Linked DNA regions of Oryctolagus cuniculus: region 1 is linked to region 2. The links are chromatin contacts, called in public Micro-C maps. All regions are on one chromosome and are shown on one strand. Each heading gives the region's core, a stretch centred on a gene start, on an enhancer-like site or on the middle of the called end of the contact. The rest is flanking DNA. Distances are from core to core; before and after follow the strand shown. Region 1 overlaps PLCG2 (phospholipase C gamma 2). Region 2 holds the start of PLCG2 (phospholipase C gamma 2).

Evidence for each region. A called contact is a pair of places that touch in the nucleus more often than the background predicts.
Region 1: a contact with region 2 is called in a Micro-C map of ear pinna, with 6 times the contacts expected there. The contact joins the enhancer-like site here to the promoter of PLCG2 in region 2. A contact is called at or near these places in 2 of 6 Hi-C or Micro-C datasets (ear pinna and an unstated tissue).

The regions. Positions count from the first base shown.
Region 1 is chr18:63,928,104-63,930,849 of mOryCun1.1, forward strand. PLCG2 (phospholipase C gamma 2) reads left to right here. Exons shown (of 33, transcript XM_002711657.5): 9 at 963-1,035. Among named protein-coding and RNA genes, the nearest start is that of PLCG2, 81 kb to the left of the region's middle. Within about 2 kb of position 1,383, at least 2 of the 8 cell types and tissues checked have an H3K27ac peak or open chromatin away from gene starts, as enhancers often do.
Region 2 is chr18:63,846,836-63,849,780 of mOryCun1.1, forward strand. PLCG2 (phospholipase C gamma 2) reads left to right here and starts at 1,403. Exons shown (of 33, transcript XM_002711657.5): 1 at 1,403-1,540. It overlaps LOC103348533 (a long non-coding RNA gene), which reads right to left and starts at 1,357. Exons shown (of 4, transcript XR_011384125.1): 1 at 1,214-1,357; 2 at 1,009-1,076; 3 at 463-576; 4 at 52-283.

The DNA of each region.
Region 1 (2,746 bases), core at 133-2,632, 81 kb after region 2:
AGGATCGCCGGCACTCTTGAGGCACACCTGATTTCCGCTGAGCGTTTTCATGAAAGGTTGGCGGGAGACTGTGAGACTGGACAGGGAAGGCTCGAGAAAGACTGGGGTGCGAGACGCTGCGCTCGGGCCCCTGGGTGGCAGAGGGGCTGGCGTGAGGCGTGTTTCCCTCCTGCACTCTTTAGGGAGACCATTCCCCCGCCTCTGCACGGGCTCCAGGAGTGCCCTCGTCTCCCTGGGGTGTGCCGTCCCGTCCCAGCCAGGGAGCTGCCAGGTGTAGGGTGCAGCCGGCACCCCTTCCTTGCTGGCCCAGGCCGGGGCCCTGCCCTTATTCAGAGCGGGGGGGGGGGGGCTCCCTGCCATCTAGGGAGATGCCCTCTGCTGTCCCTGGCTGGTGGCTCTCATGCCGCAGCATGGCTAGGGGGCCGGGGCTTCACGTGTTCCCCACCCTGCTTCCGAGCCCCTGAGGGCCCTGGCCAGGTCTGGACGGAGGCCCCTGTGTCTGCAGCATCTGCTCCCGCACTGTGCGCAGGCGCCAGCCGTGTCCCTGCCTCCCCACTTTCCCTACAGCCCTTTGCAGTTGGGGTCCCCTTGGCCTGCCTCCCTGGCCCTCCCGGTCCTTGGGGTTTCACTGCTTCTTGCTCCACAAGCCGTCCTGGGCCTCCAGCCAGGGGTCTGGGCCCTCTCGGCCCTGCCCCAGGCATTCCCCCCACCCTCCCGCCCCCGTTCCCTGTCGCCTGTCTCCCTGTCCCGTGTCCCCCGTGCGTGGCTTCTCTTCCACACACATGTGGGGTTTCCCAGACCTCAGAGTGCACAGGACGCCCCTGGGAGCGGCTCAGTGCGGGTTCCAGGCCTGCGCCTGCCTGGTGCCCGGCACAGCCGGGGGACCCGAGGGACCGGTGGCCAGCATCACCCCGGGGTGATGGACGGCGCCCTCTGAATGGCCTCCCTTTCCCCGAGGGCAGGAACACCGACCGGCCGGACGCCTCTGCCGTTCACCTGCACGACTTCCAGAGGTTTCTCTTGCATGAACAGCAGGTGAGAGGGCGGAGTCAGAGACGTGCAGGGGGCTGGGGAGGGCAGGGCTTGGGCGGCTTCCTGCGTCGGGGCCTCCTCCTCCTCACCCCACGCTGCCCGCGTCCCCCACCACTCGCACTTTGCCATCTTCAACTCTGGACTCAGAAACGGCTGCAGGCCTGGGTAGAGGACAGGGGCTGCAGGCTGGCCGCAGCTCCCCCACCAGGCTCTTGGGTGTCACTCCCCAGGGAGCCTTCCATGACTGGTGGGAGCCGCAGGACCTCTGGGAGAGAACCAGCAATGCTGCCTGCACTGTGCTTGTGCCTGGGCTCTGAGCGGGTGGCAGAGTCCAGGGCACTGCATGCTGGGAGTGGCTTCCCTCCCGGAGGACTCTGGGCAGTGTCCAGGGATGCTCTGGTTGTACTACTGGCTCCCGGGGATGCAGGAGAGTGGTGCTGCCCAGCCCCCTGTGTGCACAGGGCAGTCCCCTGCGCACAGGTGTCCAGCCCCTCGGGATGGGAGTCCCCACGGCAGGGAGGTCAAAGTGAGATTTTCTTTCTGGCTGTGCAGCCATGAATAGGCAGCTTAGCTTCTCTGCGCCCCTGTTTCTTCGTCTTTAAGTGGGGTTGAGAGCCCCTGCGTGTCAGACCTGAGGGGAGCAGAGAGGACCGCACAGATCTGTGTGCATGAGAACCTGGGTTTATCTGGGTGGTCACTCACAGATGTGCACACACGTGTACACACGTGCACACACACACGCCCGTGCACACACACACACACCACGTTTTTATGTCTTTAGAGTCTTGTTTATTTCTCCCCTCATTTATATAATTTTTTGGATTTTTAAAAAAGTGGACTTTATATCATCCTCTTCACACAAAATCTAAGTTCGGAGAGCATTTCTCACACCCCAGGGTGCTTCAGGAAGCTCACGGGAGAGCGAGGTGGAGACGGTAGCTTCCGGGGTGCAGGCATCTTTGAAATGCATTGCAGGTTTTTGTAAGGTGCTGTTTGCACAAACTTGCAGAGGCCCCTGGCACACAGAAGTAGACCAAGCGGCCTTGGGCGCTGCCCTGGGCTCATGACCCAGATCAGAAACAAGGGGGCTTTGCCAGTGTTACGTCCTCCCTTCTAGACACCCACGTGTCTCCCCCCGCCTCCATCTAAAGTACATCCCAGGCTGTGTGTCTCCTCATTTTCCAGTCGTTTAGCTCATCTGTCTCGCAGCTAGGGACTACCTGTTAGAAGGTGCTACTGTCGGCTGGCTCCGTGGCTCAATAGGCTAATCCTCCACCTAGCAGTGCCGGCACACCGGGTTCTAGTCCCGGTCGGGGCGCCAGATTCTGTCCTGGTTGCCCCTCTTCCAGGCCAGCTCTCTGCTGTGGCCCGGGAGTGCAGTGGAGGATGGCCCAAGTCCTTGGGCCCTGCATCCCATGGGAGACCAGGAGATACACCTCGCTCCTGCCTTTGGATCAGCACGGTGCGCTGGCCGCAGAGCGCCAGCCATGGCGGCCATAGGAGGGTGAACCAATGGCAAAAGGAAGACCTTTCTCTCTCTCTCTCTCTCTCTCTCTCTCTCTCACTGTCCACTCTGCCTGTCAAAAAAAAAAAAAAAAAAAAAAAAAAAAAAAAAAAAAAAAAAGGTGCTACTATCACATCTTGCATGGTTAGTGTCGCCCAGCGTGCAGTCGGATTGAGTTGGTTGTTGAGAAGGCTGAACCTCCGTGATGGC
Region 2 (2,945 bases), core at 153-2,652:
CTATCCTAATATGCTACTGAAATTTTGTAACACGAACCCAACTACAAATAATAAAATTGAAATGATTTACTTTTATTTCTTAGATCTATTAATTTATTTGAACCACAGTGATAGAGGGAGACAGAGAAAATTATCTTCAGTCTGCAGGTCACTCTTCAAATTGCCACAACTGGAACTGCGCCAGGTCAAAGCTAGGGGTGGGGAACTCCACGCGGGTCTTGCACATCGGTGGCAGGGGCTCTTGGCCCTCTGCTGCTGCTCTCCCGGGGGCTTTAGCAGGGAGCTGGATCAGAAACAGAGAAGCTGGGACTTGAACTGCAGCTCCCAGAGGGGAGGCCGGTGTTGCAGGCGGCACCACAGCAGCTGCCCCCGAGGGGATTGATTAAAATGAATCCACACGGAGGCTCTGAAAAACAGCTACAAAAATCAAGGCAAAGAAATCCCACCCACACTTAGCCTTACTCCTGGCAAAGTCACTCCATGGCTTCATGCCGTCGATGGCAGAACGGGTCTTCCCAAGACGTCTTTAAAAAGCAGGAGATCAGCGGATGGGGGGCGACTGGGCCCTGCACACACCTGGGAAGGAAGCAATGAAGGACATGGGTCCGCAGGTCTTGGAGTCAGCGCTCTGGACCCAGCGCTTCCAGGGGGAGCAACGTAGCTGTGGCGTTGAAGCGCTCTTGGGGAGAGGCCGCCTCGGTCCCATGAAGATGGGTGCGCACAAAGGCAGGACGTCGGGCAGAGCGGTTGAGACCCCCAGACCCGCACTGGAGAGCCTGGGGCGATTCCAGCCTCCCCCTCAATGCCGAACGAGGAGGAGGCAGCAGTTGGGCCCTGGCACCCACGTGGGAGACCTGGTTTGAGTTTAAAAGATGCACTGGAAGAGCTTTAACAAAACCATTTCATGAACGAGAGAATGGGACAAAGTAGCATTTCAAAAAAAAAAAAAACAAAAAACAAAAACAAAACAAAAAAACCAAGAAACAAAAAACCAACCCTGAAACCTACGTTCTTCTCATTGGAAAAACTGGGGAGCCACCGTCCGGGTTCATTCCGTTTTGGCGATGTTTCTGCATCTGCGAACACGGAGGCTGAGGGCAGAGTGGCCCCCTAAGGTGGTGAGCTTCGTTCTGACCCCAACGCGACCTCAGCGACTTCCAGTTGGGGTCAATCACACACGCGCACAACACCTGCACCCAGTAGGCGCGCTCGCCTAGAGCCGCGATGTCCGGGAAGCTCTACTCTTCCCACCTGGCCGCTGGCTTCCCCTTCGGCAGCCTCAGCTTGGGTGCCGGGCCTGGGCCGCCCCCGTAGCGGTGCCGGGAGAGGCGGGCCGGGCCGGCGCGGGGGGTGGCCCGGGAGGAGTCACGTGGCCCCGGGCCCCGGCCAAAGCAGAAGTTGCGAGTGCTGGCGGAGGAGAGCGTGCGCCGAGGGAGTGCCCGGAGCCCGGACGCGGGAGGCTGCGCGGGACCCCGGAGCCCGGAGCCCGGACCCCGGACCCTCGGCTGGGCGGACGGCTGCGCCCCGGGTGCGCGGTCAGGTGAGTAGTTTAGCCAAGCGGGAGCGCAGCCGGGCGCACAGGGACCTGCGCTCGGCGGCGGCTGCGGCGGCGGTAGCGTCGGGCGAGATGCGCCCAGCGGGGACCTGCGCCCCTGCAGGGGTAGCGCGCGCCGACGGGGACCCCCTGCCCCCGGCCTGCTGTGCTTGGGGCCTGGCTGGCGACTGGCGAGGATCCGGGCCCCGCCGACGGCCACTTCCTCACCCGAGGCCGGCGCCACTTCTCCGGTCCGTGCTTCGAGTGGGAACCGGAGGAAGCGGCTCGACTTGGGGGCAGGGGTCGCATGGACGCCGGGTCCAAAGGTCCTGGCCGCGCGGTCCCGCGTGGGGTGGCGCCGCGGCCGGAGCGCGCCTGTCCGGAGCCCGCCGCCGCTGCGGCCGCACTTCCCCGTATTTCACAGGTGGCCGGGGGCGGAGGTACCACGGAGGGCCCAGCCAGCCCCCGGGAGCGTCTCTTTCCCCGCACTCCTCGGAGTGCTCCCGTGCCTCGGAGTCCCGAAGAGGTCCGTACCCCCATGGCGGAGGAATTAATTCGAAGGAAAGACGTGGATTCGAGTAGAGGCTGGGCTGGGGCCCGCGAAGCCCCCTGCTTTCGAGCTAGGCCAGGGCCTAGGGAGGGCGAGGGTCGACGCGGCGCCCAGAAGCAGGGGGCAAGCCTCCTGGGAATTTCGGTCCCAGCGGCTTGATCCCGGCGTCTCCCACTCGCCCCCTGGCTACTGCAGCCGCCAAAGCCCACTTTCTGGCTGTGAAAAGGGCACCCGAACCCCGGCCTGCTGGTCTAGGCGTCCCTGGGGCGGCTGCGGTAGGCGGTTTCCCCTGTTAGAGTTGGGCAGGCGGCTGCGGGCAGGGCAGCCAGGCTCGGGCGGCTGCTCCTCGAGGGCCTTCCGCTCCCCAGCCAGCGTGGACCCACGCATCGCCCTCAGGCGCTCCCTGGCCCGTTAGTGGAAGATGGCTGGGGATAAAACTTTGGACAACTCCCGCTTAATTGAGAACCCGGTAAAGCTCAGCCATTATGCCCCACCCCTCACCCCACATGAACGCAGTCCTCTGCCTCCCCACCCCGTGGGAGTGACCGCCGCGCCTGGACCCACGGAGGAGCGGCCTTTGGGACAGGACAGGAGCCAGTGCACTGCGCTCAGTCTCCATCTCACGGATCTTTCCAGGTCCGGTTGACTGTTTCCGGTGTCCCCCTGTGCCAGGCTGTAGCACTGTCCTCAGTGTGTCTCCCAGCATTTATTTAGGGGACCCCCTCACCTCCCAGAATTGATGAGGAGGTGTATGTATGTGATGTGTGTGTGTGTGTGTGTGTGTGTGTGTGTGTCTTACAAGCACTTCTGGGAACGTCTTTGTGCCTGCCTGGGCACTGTGTTTTTGTTGGATTAAAACAT